Linked DNA regions of Gasterosteus aculeatus: region 2 is linked to region 1. A link is a contact called in public Hi-C data. All regions are on one chromosome and are shown on one strand. Each heading gives the region's core, a stretch centred on a gene start, on an enhancer-like site or on the middle of the called end of the contact. The rest is flanking DNA. Distances are from core to core; before and after follow the strand shown. Region 1 holds the start of LOC120817971 (ninjurin-2). Region 2 overlaps wnk1b (WNK lysine deficient protein kinase 1b).

Region 1 (6,310 bases), core at 1,386-3,885:
GAGAGACGGGCACTGTCTGCTGTGCATGCATGTGTGCACGACAGACAGAGGTAGAAAGCGAGGGGCTCAGCGCAGCCTGGTACTGCTGAAGCTCTATCTGTGTGTTTGTGTGTTTGTTTGTTTGTGTGTGTGTGTGAGAGGACAACAAAGACACAGAGTGACAAAGAGTCCCAGCCAGTATCATTACACAGTGTCACGCGTTGCTACAACTGATTATAAGTCCGTTTGGAAAAGCTCCGTGCAAGACAGAGCAAGTCTCATTTAGAAATGAGGTGCAGGTGTGAAACGAAGAGACATATAATTATGTAAAACAAAGCAGGAAGCAGAAAGAGAACGTTGAAAATACCAGAATAATACAAGTTCTAAAAGCCGCCGAGGCCAAAAGTGTCCAGAGAACAAGCGCGTGGCTTGATAATGTCGCCGTTAGGCTCCAGCGGCAAGATGCCAGGCGTGCAAAACCAAACAACTTCAAATATTAAGTCAAGTATCAAGGAATTCATTGGTGGACAGGCAGGATCCTTCATACTAAAAGCACTCTGTTTTATATCTGGAGGTGAAGTGGCAGGCTTACTCGGTGCTGGTCCGAGGCACGGACCTTAATAAAGTTCTCAGTCTGGCCCTGGTTATTAATAGCCTCCATACACAAATGAAAGCTACCCGCCTTCGCTCATGAGCGAGGACGCTGAAGCAAAAAGCCCGTGTTGCAAGTCTTGTGAGTGTTTCGCAACGCCGCATGCACTTGTTTACAGTCAAGTAAAACTGCTACAAGATCAGCAGATCGCCGATGGCGTTAATTTTTCAAAGACAATGATGTTATCTATATGACTTGACAGGTATGCGCATTGAAGCTTCTATTTTCCACATAAAGAAACACGCAATACCATAAAAAAAAGCCCCTAATGGAAGGCGGCCCCAGTACCTTTTCCTCCTCACCGAACATCAGGACCTGCGTGTGTGAACCTGAATAACCTTTTCCAGAAGCCGGAGAACACATTTAGCTGTCAGAAAACCTGATCCTTTAAGTCCCCCCCCCCCTAAGCAGGGGGGAGATGTCCAACTCAAACCGTTTTATCTGCACAGTATTTGTTATTCCTAGGGAGTACTAGTAAAACAAAATGCATCTGTGCAAAACGTATCCGTCATCTTCTAAAGACTCTTTTTCTAGGAGGCGAACAATGAGAACGGTTTTGGCTGAGTGACTCTTGTAAGCTCTTGTTTCTAGGAAAGAAATTCTTTGGGCAGGACGGTTTGTTTCTAGCCTCGCATTGAGGGATCAACTGGGAACAGTCCAACAGTCCTCACAGGAGTAAAATGGACCGCGGTGTTGCCACTGAGTGCAGGAGAGTAGCCAGAGGTGTAATTCTGGAAAACCGCAAAAACAAAATAACTTCTCGTTGACAGTGTCGGCTGACAGTTCCTGGAAGCTTGTTAATGCAAATGTAATACTGAAAAAAAAAAAAAAGAAGAAGAAGAAGCGAAAAGGCAGACGTTTGTGCTTTAAGCTCGAGAGCTTAAACACATTATCCATTAGAGAGAAAATAGAAAGCAGATGTGTCCCGTATGAGTGCTGCAAAATAATTGCGCCCACGTTTCAAGTGTTTTTTTTTCCAGTGTGAAAGAAACAATGTCTGAGGCACGTTGTTCTGTACATTTTTGCGCCGACAGTTTACGTTCCTCTTATTTTAGAAAACGCAGCATGCATCACACCTCGTGGATGTTAAGCTCTACAGTTAATTTCACTTTAATTTTGTCAACAACAAGCCTGGGTGCGAGGTGAAACAGATGTGAGCTGCACGTTTTTTTATAAGCCCAATAACCCCTTTGTGATGCCCCTACATGGGCCTTGACAAAGTGCGACCCGTACACTTGACCTAATGAAACTCCTACCATGGAGGTGATCATTTCTCCGGGATTAGGAGTTTTAATCACTGCTGACAACCCTATTCAGGCCCAGGACACTCTGCATGTGTGCACGTTTCGACAAGAGAGAGCGCACTGCGTGTGCATGTGCGTCATGTGAGTAGTATTTTGTCGACACTGCCGGGGGAATGTAAGTTAGAGCCGCGGCACGTATTGGTACAGCAGCTTGAGGTGGCTGATTGCAAACTTCAGAAGTTGCAGAAGAATAGTTTTCTTGTACATTCTTTGCCGGTGTTTTGAGATGTCTGCCTCCGGTGCACATGGCGCCATCGGATCCCTGCTGCAGGGCCTTGGGGTCGCAGGTTTGCTACCTCCTGACAGTGGAGCCTCAGTGCTTTTTTTACGAGAAGACGTCTGACCTCAGTTAACTCAACTGAAATACAGCAGAATGTTTTTGTTGAGCAAACACGCACAAATAGACGCGACGGACGGTGTGCGTCCGTTTGGTCGTTCCAAATCGAGCCATTGATTGTGCAGAGACAAACCTTAAAATACGGCCGGACAAAATTTTCCTGTTTTGCAGTGTGAAGCAAAATTGTGTATTCCAGCATTTGTACAACCTAGATTTGGCAGAGGTGGAGAATAGCCGGGGGGGGGGGGGCAGCCTAGAACTAGAAGAGTGGAAAGAGAGAGATAGAAGAGGGCGTAGTGGGGGGGGACCGGGATGGTGTGAATAAGCTGTTTGTTTGTCGTCCCCCCCCCCGCCCTGGCCTTGCCTGGTGCTCGATGCTCGTCGTCCAGGGTCATTTCCTTTCACAGCGACCACTGCCATCCTCGCATTAGCATTTGCACCGCCGTCGGGGGAACAGTCGGGAACGCGACTGTGTGTGTGTGCACGCGACTGTGTGTGTGTGTGTGCGTGTGGGGGCCTTATTATGCAGGGACTCGGGAAGACAGAGAGAGGGGAGCAGGGCCGAGACATCGACCTGACGTCGCTGAGATCCACCATGCCGGCCGGCGGCCCTCTGCAGGTTAGTGCACCCAAAACGGGGGAGGAAACTGCGAAAAGAGAGAGAGAGAGAGAGAGAGAGAGAGAGAGACAGGGGGACAAAGAAGGACCAATTTGATTGACGTTGAAGTGTAGGTGCAGCTTTTCGGTCGTCCTATCTTCCTCTCTTCCTTTCCCTCTCCCCTCTCCCCTTCACTCTTTTCATCTCGGCTCCTCGGCCTACGGTGAAGCTTTGCCACAGAGCCGCGGTATGTCCGGCCCACGTGAGAGGCCGAGGATCAGAGGGCTGCTGCGCCGCTCGCCGGGTCCGACCAAGCGTCCGTGATCTATTCTGAGACCGGCTTATGGTCGCAACATCCATCAAAAATCAATTAGGGCCTAGGTGCAAAGGTAACTAAGTCCTCTTAATGCAGCCAGTGGTCAACAGAACAGGGACTCATTTAATGGCCATAAAAAGGGGTCAAGGAAAGGTTGAGGTTTTAAGAAGATTTATTTTAAGGCCTTTTTGTTTCACAAGTCGAACATTGTACGACTTCTTCAAATGTTCCTCAGACTCATTATTCACTACAGTAATAGGTATGCACACAGTTCACACACACACACACACACACACACACACACACACACGCTCTCTGGTGTGTGTTGCGATTCCTCTTCTGTGTCAGTGTCAGAGCCAGCAATGTTTCTGCCTGTCAGCCAGCGGGGCTGTCGGTTACTGGTTATATTTAGCTACATGGTCTCCAGTGAACAAAGTGCAGTTACTCAAGAGTAAGTGTGTGTGTGTGTGTGTGTGTGTGTGTGTGTGTGTGTGTGTGTGTGTGTGTGTGCGTGTGTATGTGTGTTCGCACGCGGACGTAGTTGTATATTACGTTATCATCCACACTAAATACAACCACATAATCACAGTGTTTATGGGTGAATTAAAACCTAAACCTCAAACTAACTCATGTGAATTCAGATATTCAGTCTGATATATGTGTGCGTGTGTGTGTGTGTTGGGGAGGTTGTGTGTCGTAATCAGGGGTAACATCACCAAGCTTAACAAAAACAAAACTGATTAAACATTTAGTTTTGAATTGAATTTTACACAATAGTAATATTACTGAAAGTTTCTGTAGTTTGACTGAATTCATGTAGCTGCAAAAATAAGTTTGCTACCTTCAAACCGCTTCCAAATTCACCCCTCATGAATGCTGGTCCTGTTCATTCATTTAACTGAACACACAAACACGCGGTTACTTTCAATCCTCCAACAACATTACCATTTATGAAAACACAGTTTATCCGTAATGTTGGGGAACATTGGTCCTGGCGATTACAGTGTCTACTGACAGCTGTGTTCTACCAGTAATTAGCAAAAACAAATCTTATTGGACAACTTGCATCGCTAACGGCGATTAAGGCCACCGGGACTGTTGGGGGAGACCTTTTATCCCACCAATACAAATATTCAAAAACCTGTTTCCCCGATTGCACGCGGAAACGCCTGAACGTATGCGTATGCGTGTTTGGGGAAACCGCTTGCACGGCGGGACTCACATCCTGCATGTCGACGCCGGGCGTGGTCAGCACGCGCATGCATGTACGCACAGGCCGCACAACTGTGGATACACGTTGGTCTTCCTCACAATCTGACACCTGCCGCTGCTGTTGCAGAATAATCACTGGCCATTTATGACCATTATTGTTATATAGGACAAGACTTGTTGGCCTCACGAGTCCACGGGTTCCTCTAAGTAGTGGCTCTGAAAAGGCACCGCAAACATAAATACATGTTTGTTCAGAGTTTATCAAGGTAACATATCAAGTGAGAGGAAGAGCCGTTATACCACTGTGTCTTTTCCATGCCACGTTTGAATGTGTTTCTCAGTCACTTCATCTTCTCAACACCACAATGCCCAGACCATATCCTCAAATCGAGTACGGTCATTCTTTTTTCTTCCCCCCCCCCGAGCGCGTGAAGCCGGTGCAGGCGATTCTATTTCGGTGGTGCGAAGGCTTGCCACCTCTAAGCCGCTGTCTATGTATAGAGCACAGCGAACCAGGGCGCGGGGCGCCGACGCGGAGTCAACGGGAATCACGCGGCCCCTCCAGGCGCGGAGGCCGCGACTCAAAAAGACGAGAAGAAAAGAATGGTCGCACACAAGGAGTTTGTCTCTTGAGATGAGAGGGGAACACTTGTCAGTGTCCTTCTGATAAAAGCCAATGAATGGAGCCGACCCCCCTCCCGCCCCCCCTCACCCCTGCTGAGGAAGAGGTCCCCGTTTAATGAGCTTCGCCTAGAACGCGGAGCGCCCCGTAAAAAGAGCTGCTGCGCCCCTGGACAATAAATCAGACATGGCCGCCGCCGCCAGCTGGTGGAGAAGCTGTGTCCTTTTCACGTGACGCACCTGGCGACGCCCCGACGCGCTCGTGCTCTTGGGAGTTCAACGAGCGTTCAATGAATGCAGATCTTTAAATAAGTGGTGTTATTAATCAGCCGTGGCATCATCGCAAAATAATCTAGCGAGCGTTCGTGGAATTGAAAGAAGTTCTCACTCGGTGACTCATGTGTTATTACAATGGGAGCTCTATGTCCCGGTGAATTAAGCTATATCAATATTTGTGTGCACAGGTAGTACTTACCGTCTAAATAAAGTCAAGTCGCCGTTGGTTTAGTTGGTTTAGTTGACAAAAAGAAGGATATCACCGAGAGGCGGATGATTTGGTTTAACCTTTCCATGCTCCTTTTGTGTTGCCACTCATGCCAACAATGAAAGCAATATTAACACATTCTCGAGATCATTTGTCACCGTGTGTTATAATAACAATTGTGACAACCGTAATCTCTCGTTCTGCCTGTATCTTTCCTCTGAATAACAACTTGTTTACTGCGATAGTTTTGATTTGCTCCATCGGTTTCAGAGTGTGCTGCTCCATGACCACCATCCCTCTCATCTTCTTCCCACATCTCTCACCTCCCAGAATACATTGCTGCCTCTCTGTGACGTTATGTGCGTCTGTGTGCGTCTGTGTGTGTGTGTGTGTGTGTGTGTGTGTACGCCTGTGTAACATCACCTCGGCCCCTTCATGGCAGATGCCACATTCTAAGTGTATCTGTGAAGTACGAGAAAGTCTCTTTGTGTGCATGCATGTGTGTATGGACGTGTCTCTGTGTGTGCGTGTGTGTGCGTGTGTGTGTGTGTGTGTGTGTGGGGAGGATGGGGGGGGGGGGCTTCCGGGAACTTTTACCCTGGACCAAGTCGAGCCTTTTCTTTAAATGAATTGCGTTGCAATATGTTGCAGCATATGTCCAAACTATTGTACATATATGATTCAGTCTTTGTACGTTGATATTTACTGTGTGAGTTTACATTGTAATTTAGTATTTAATATCAAGATAATCAGATAACCCAGTTAGGATTCACTTTGATTCCCATTAGTCATCAGAAAATATTAGAT
Region 2 (6,310 bases), core at 1,131-3,630, 35 kb before region 1:
AAATTAAATAAAGTCTCTCTCAGCGAGTCTAAAGGGGGCTTCCTAATCCATTATTGTTTCCTTCTTCATTGGAGTGGATAAATGGGTATGCAGCTATCCAGTAGAAGAGGAGCAGGAGGCTGTCAATGTTATTAGCTGTTTGGATATTTGAGGAATCCATTTGATCCGCAGCGCATGAGTCTCTTCTGTCGACCCGTTTGTTTTTCCCTCCCCTGCGTCCCGTCCTTTCTGTTCCGAGCTTGAAAACATCATGAGACCTTGTTTGTTTGAGACTCAAACGCACCCTCTCACTCTCTACGCCCTGGAGCCTCGCCGGCGCACGCGGACCCCCCGAGCGGGGCGACCCCTCGCACTACTGACCTGCCGGGCGAAACAAAACACAAATGAGGACTTCTCGCCCAGCTGAGGGCAGGAAAGAAAGCTCCCCATGCGTCCCTGCATGGCAGATACCCTCGGATCCGCTGGTCTCGCCCCACTGGGCCTTTTGGGGGGCGGGCGGGGCCCGGCGCCGTTAGGTACGGCCCTTCTCCGTGTGCTTTCTCACGGGAAGTTGTCCAAAGGGCCGAGTGTCTCCCGGGGAACAGGGGGAGGTCTAAACATAGCAGGAAGGATTGTTTGATCGCCTTTGTCCGTTTCCTTTATGCGACGGCAATTTGTGCTTACATAAGAAAAGCAAATACCAAGGGAGGAGAAAGAAAAACAGAAGCTGTTTTGACAACCACAAGGTTTTTTTGTAATGTGTACCGGTTCACCGGCCAAGGAGGTTTTAGACTGGATAAGAGAGGAGTGCACGATGCTGCCAGTCAGGTGTTGAACATGTCAGTATTTCAATCTAACCTCATTTCAAATAGTAATGATTTGGACTAACACACCAACACGGCTCCACACATCGTGATCTAACATCAGATCAAATGGTTCTGCACAGCAGCCATTGTTTCACGTCAAAAACAACACCACGCTGTCCGACAAATAGGAGATGATTAACGGAGTTACGCACCAATTACGTAACGCAATTATGAGTGTGGGTGGGAGAGTTTTTTAAGAGGAGCTGCAGATGCACTCCACACATGACCAATCACAGCCACCAACTCGCTGGTTAGTTGCCATAATCATAAAAACTCTTCTTGGAAACCTGTAACTAAAAACTTCTCATCACGGCTCCTCCAGAATGTGCTGCTGACCCACTTCGACGATCCTCTGATTAACCTTCTGAGTCCTGACCTAAATTTGGAGGAATGCCGGTCTGCAGCTTGAGAGCGAAAAAAAAACCCAAACCAACCCAGGACCTGTAAATCTTTATTACGTTAAGCCCATCGGTTGAGTGAATGACCCGATTTGTTTCTCTTTGCAGTAAAGAACCTACAGTGGCCGTGGACGGGGCCACATGTAGGGGTGCTGTGTGTGCATGAGTACATCCATAGACCATGAAAAAAGGTCCACTGTGTTCCATGTAGCCAAAGCGCCTCTCAGACCCCCCACACTCTGGAAATACTCTCCTGCAAAGAACCTCAAGCCCCCTGCAGAACACACACTCATAAACATGTGCATGTGCAGAAAAAAAACGACACACATCTACGTGTTTCAGTTGCACACAACTCTCCAAGACCTTCGCCACAGCTTGTTATGGTTAGCCAGCACATGAGGGAGGGACGGAGGGAGGGAGAGACGGACAGAGAGAGAGCGCATCTGTTCTGAATGAGAATGATTGAAAAGAGGATGAATAAGTTCCAGCTAAAGTCAGAGGGGCGGGTCGTGGTCGGGCGATTGGAGACTGATCTCATCCTTTGCATGGACATGACAGCCAAACGGAGGAAACACGTCTCCTACACCCTCCACGTGATCCCTTCATCTTCTCCTCTCTTTCTCTCCCTTCTCGTTTACCGTTCACGTTTTGTCTCTCCATCACCCCCCCCCTTCTTCTTACCTCTTATTTGGGTGGTTTTTAGTTTCCCCATCAATCACCTCTCTACATATTTCAGTAATCAGGGCCATGTGTGTATGAGTGTGTGTGTGTGTGTGTGTGTGTGTGTGCGTGCGTGTTGTAATCCGACCTAAACCTATTTGGTTGTTTCTGTTGAAAATGCTTTGGTTCTCTCCTCTCGAGGTATGTTGGTTATACAATTTAGTTTACTTCTGAGTGTATGAAAGAACTACATGTGACCAGGTATCCATCTTCCGTAGGGGCGGGGAGGGGAGGGGTTTGATTGTTTCTCTTCTTTGTCCGACATGAGCGGGCGGGACAAACAAACCCATTCATGATGACGATGGCTTCGATAACAAGCCCTGACGTGGGTGTTGTTTGTGTTGTGCACTGGTGTGCGTTAACAATAGGTGCCATCTCAGCCCGCCGCTCGCTGTGCGCCCTATTGTCTCATTTCTCCGTGCCCGGCTGTGCAACACGCACACACACACGATGCAGTCATTGCTCTCTGCTGTGTTGGGTCACACCTCACCTCCTCGCCAATCTTCCTTTTTCGCTCCTCTCTTCTCCTTTCCTAACTGATCCCAACACACACACACACACACACACACACACACACACACACACACACACACACACACACACACACACACACACACACACACACACACACACACACACACACACACACACACACACACACACACAATGCAAACAGGATGCATTTGAAAAGCCTGCCTCTCTCGCTCATCACGCCCTTCTGCTCAGCCACTTGAGCCGGTCGCGTCGATCCAAGGATAATGAAAGGAAGTCGGTGCAAAGTAATCCCGCTATACCCGGAGTAATCCCGAATACGGAGCTAATGAGTAAAAGCGAGGACACGTGCATCTGTGTACAAATCCTCAATCAGCTGAGCCAAACTGGTTATAACCTCTAATAAAGCTCTATTCATTGGCTGGTGTTTGAAATGATTTAAGCAACCAACACAATGCCCCGCTTTGTGGCGCAAACAGGAAACCGGTCCAATAAAGTTATGTGAAGCAAGCGAGGATACAAGGTTTTCACGGTCAAAAGGTTGCCACAGAATTGGTCACATTAAAAGGCTTTTTTTTGGGTTATTATTTGCCTCAGCGTTGTTCTGACCAGAAGCTTATCAGTAGCAATAGGCTTAGAGTGTAATGGTTTTTGTGAGAGCAGCGTAACAACGATCAATTTGAAACAGGAGACATTTGAAAGAAGCCATAAATCTCCCAAAAGTCCCCCCCGGTGCTCATGGGGTCTTATGAGGCATGTCTGTAGGTCAAGTGTGAATAAAGCAATTGTATTTGTACGTGCGACACATCAGTTTTTGTGTCTGTGTGTGTGTGTGTGTGTGTGTGTGTGGGGGGGGGGGGGGAGCTAGTGTGTAAAAGGTCCCCGTCTCAATATAGCTACCGTGCATCTGTCTTTCTATGATGGATGGGATAGATTTTTTAAATTGTTCAGATCTATGAATATTTTTTTCCACCCCAACATCTCGCCATGTGACACAGAGTCACAATGGTTAGAAGAGGGACGGCACGACTGAGGAACTCTATGCGTCCCATATACGAAGGAGGGGGGGGGGGGTCAAGGATGAAATCCCTAGAAAATCCCACTAGAACAGCAACAGATGTCTCCGGCTTCATTACTGGGAAACCGTGCACATGTGCCTGTCACTACGTCTCTCTGGCTGCCGCAGGGTGAAAATGTCATCTTAAAAGGCCGCTACAGTAGCTGGCGATCTGAAGCTGGAGAGACGGCGGCGAGGGGGTTGATGGGGAGGGCGGGGCGTGTCCCGGATAAAACGATTACATAATATCGGAGGACTATCCCTTTACAGCCCATTAAATCGTAAACGCCCGGGCTGAACTTCTCCGGTTTCGCTCCGGGGATCGTCAACAACCGTCGGCATCCAATCCAATAGCGGCACTTCGTGTTCCTGGTGCACCGCGGCGGATTACATGGGCGCTCGGCTGACGCTATCAGCCAGTTTCGGATAGAAGTCGAACTCAAGAGCGGGCGGGGGGACAAAGGGAATCGCTTTGAAAAGGGTGTGAAGTTCACTCACCTTTCGTGTGTGTGTTATTCTAGATTTAGAGAGTGAGAAGGAGAAGACGTCACGAAGGCCCAACAGATCAAAGAGCACGTGACGGAGACAAGTACTCTACCTTTTCCCAAAGCCCCCCCCCCCCCCCCCCATCGGATTTGTGACCAGTGGCCCTGTGAAGCCGTGCTTTGATGAGTTGAGCCCCGTTATGTCGCTATGTTGTCATTGTGCAAGGGCACGCTGCCGACACATTACTGATATAACTGACAAGTGGTGGCAATGATATGCAGAGAAACGTGGTTTAAAAAACGGGTTTGTTCAGCAATATTTGGGTGGGAAATAGTTGTTGTAATCGTACCTTCAACTATGACTTTTGATCTTGTGCTTTCCCCCCTGTCACACCTCCTCGCGCTCGTCTTTTGGTTTTTGGCCTTCAGCCGTGGAAGTTTTGATTTTTTTTTTTTTACTTTTTAGCATTCGCACCGTGACGGCGTTTTCTTTTGGGACACTAGCAGAGAGGTGAGTGAAAGCATACGAACTAAATAACACCAGCGGGCGGAACATTCAAAGCGGTCCACTTTTACGCTGTGTCGTCCTACCAACCGCTTCAGAGAGAGCAGCCAATCGCGTGTTTACATGTGTTGCTTTGGCACAAACACTGTCGACATATCTGTGTGTGTGTGTGACAGACACACACACACACACACACACACACACACACACCGATATAGATGTCTGAAGCACATTCACACAGTACAAAACCCATGTGTACGAGTGACAAACAAATAAAACTGCCTGTCCTGAACAATAAACATAGGAGGGGGGGGATTAGCTCATGAGTGGAACGAGATGAGACAGAACAAGTGATTTTAAAATGGGGAGAGAAATAAAAGTCTGCAGAACAAACAAGTTTAAAAGAAATCAGACGTGCAAGTCAACAATCCTCTGTATCTCGCCGCCGCCGCAGCCCCCCCGGCGTTGCTCCCGCGTGTCTTGTCCCTGCGCTCACAGCGGCCTACATTTCCTCTGCGGCCTGGTTGGCGTGGGACGAGGGAGAGGAGCCGATACGGGGGCTGCAGACGATCACAGAAGTTAAAAAACAGATGCAGGCTACCGACAGGGCCGTCCTACGACAACTGAGGAATCAAGAGACAACTGGACGAGTTCCAGCCAAAAGTATGTGTGTGCATGTGTGTGCGCATGTGTGCATGTGTGTGCGCATGTGTGCACGCGCGCCTCTCTGAGTCGTCTGGCGAGCGACTGTGGTTTTGTGACATGCAGGTTTTGGGGTTAATTTGTTCCAGATGAGAGTCTGTTCCTGCCCGAGCCGGCTACGAGACATTAGCCTAGTTCCATTTTTATTTTTCTTGTCCCTTTGCCCAACACTCGCACGTAATTTGAAGCAAACACGTCGAAACAAAGTTATGAATGAGGCCAACGTTTCATTAGCAAAGACAAACAGCCAAAAACATTACTTTGGCCAGTTTCCTTGCTTACATACAAGGAGACAATAGATGCATGAGTGAGTCCATGCAGATGCGCACACAGGGCCGACAAAGAGGGGGAGGAAAGCGGAGGTGACGTGAGAGCCGGGGCGACAATGGAAGAGGGGTTAGGGGAAGAGGAAATGGGCATAATTGTCCTCTGAAGTCATCCCTGCTGGGACGACACACACAATGCCGAAACGTTCCACACTCGGATCTCTCCCGAAGCAGAAGTGAATCACGCCCGGCTTTTCTTCCACCCCCCCCCCCCCCCCAACGGTGACATTAAAACGGGAAATTTCAAGGGAGCCAGACGAGAGCCGGCGGGTGAAAAAGCCCGGTTCGATAGCAACAGCAGTTTCCTTGACAGCTGGAGCCGACAATGTGCAAACTGTGGCGCACTTCGACTGAGGAGAGGAGAGAAGATGAGGGAGGCAGAAATGGGGGTCGGATTATGTGACACTATGCTGCAATAACTGTTTGAACATCATGCGCACACACACACACACACACACACACACACACACGGTGTAGGGTTACTGCAGAGGTGCCTCTCTGTCTCGGTAATGCCTCTCCGAGAGACAGAATTGTCAATGTCACAAGGACTGAGTGAGTCTGAGGCGCACATCAACCAGAAACACACGGCCTTTGTTGAGCAAAAAACCACATGCTTCACAAAAAAATAAGAAACTTGATGCTGCTGGAAGACGACCCAAGTATCCCAGTTAAAAGAAGAACGTCAGCGAGCGGGAATACAGTCAGAGATGTCGCCAGCATTTAGATTGATAAGGGACGAGGGGGTAAGTGGTACCGGGAACTACGAGGCTGGAAGGATGG

The links. Hi-C and Micro-C count contacts between places; a contact is called where the count stands out from the background.
Region 2: a contact with region 1 is called in a Hi-C map of blood and trunk muscle, with 2.0 times the contacts expected there. The contact joins the enhancer-like site here to the promoter of LOC120817971 in region 1.

The regions. Positions count from the first base shown.
Region 1 is chr4:30,345,521-30,351,830 of fGasAcu3.hap1.1, reverse strand. It overlaps LOC120817971 (ninjurin-2), which reads left to right and starts at 2,635. Exons shown (of 5, transcript XM_040174675.2): 1 at 2,635-2,891. The coding sequence starts at 2,796.
Region 2 is chr4:30,380,076-30,386,385 of fGasAcu3.hap1.1, reverse strand. All of the region lies in intron 1 of wnk1b (WNK lysine deficient protein kinase 1b), which reads right to left. Among protein-coding and RNA genes, the nearest start is that of wnk1b, 23 kb to the right of the region's middle. Within about 2 kb of position 2,380, at least 3 of the 9 cell types and tissues checked have open chromatin away from gene starts, as enhancers often do.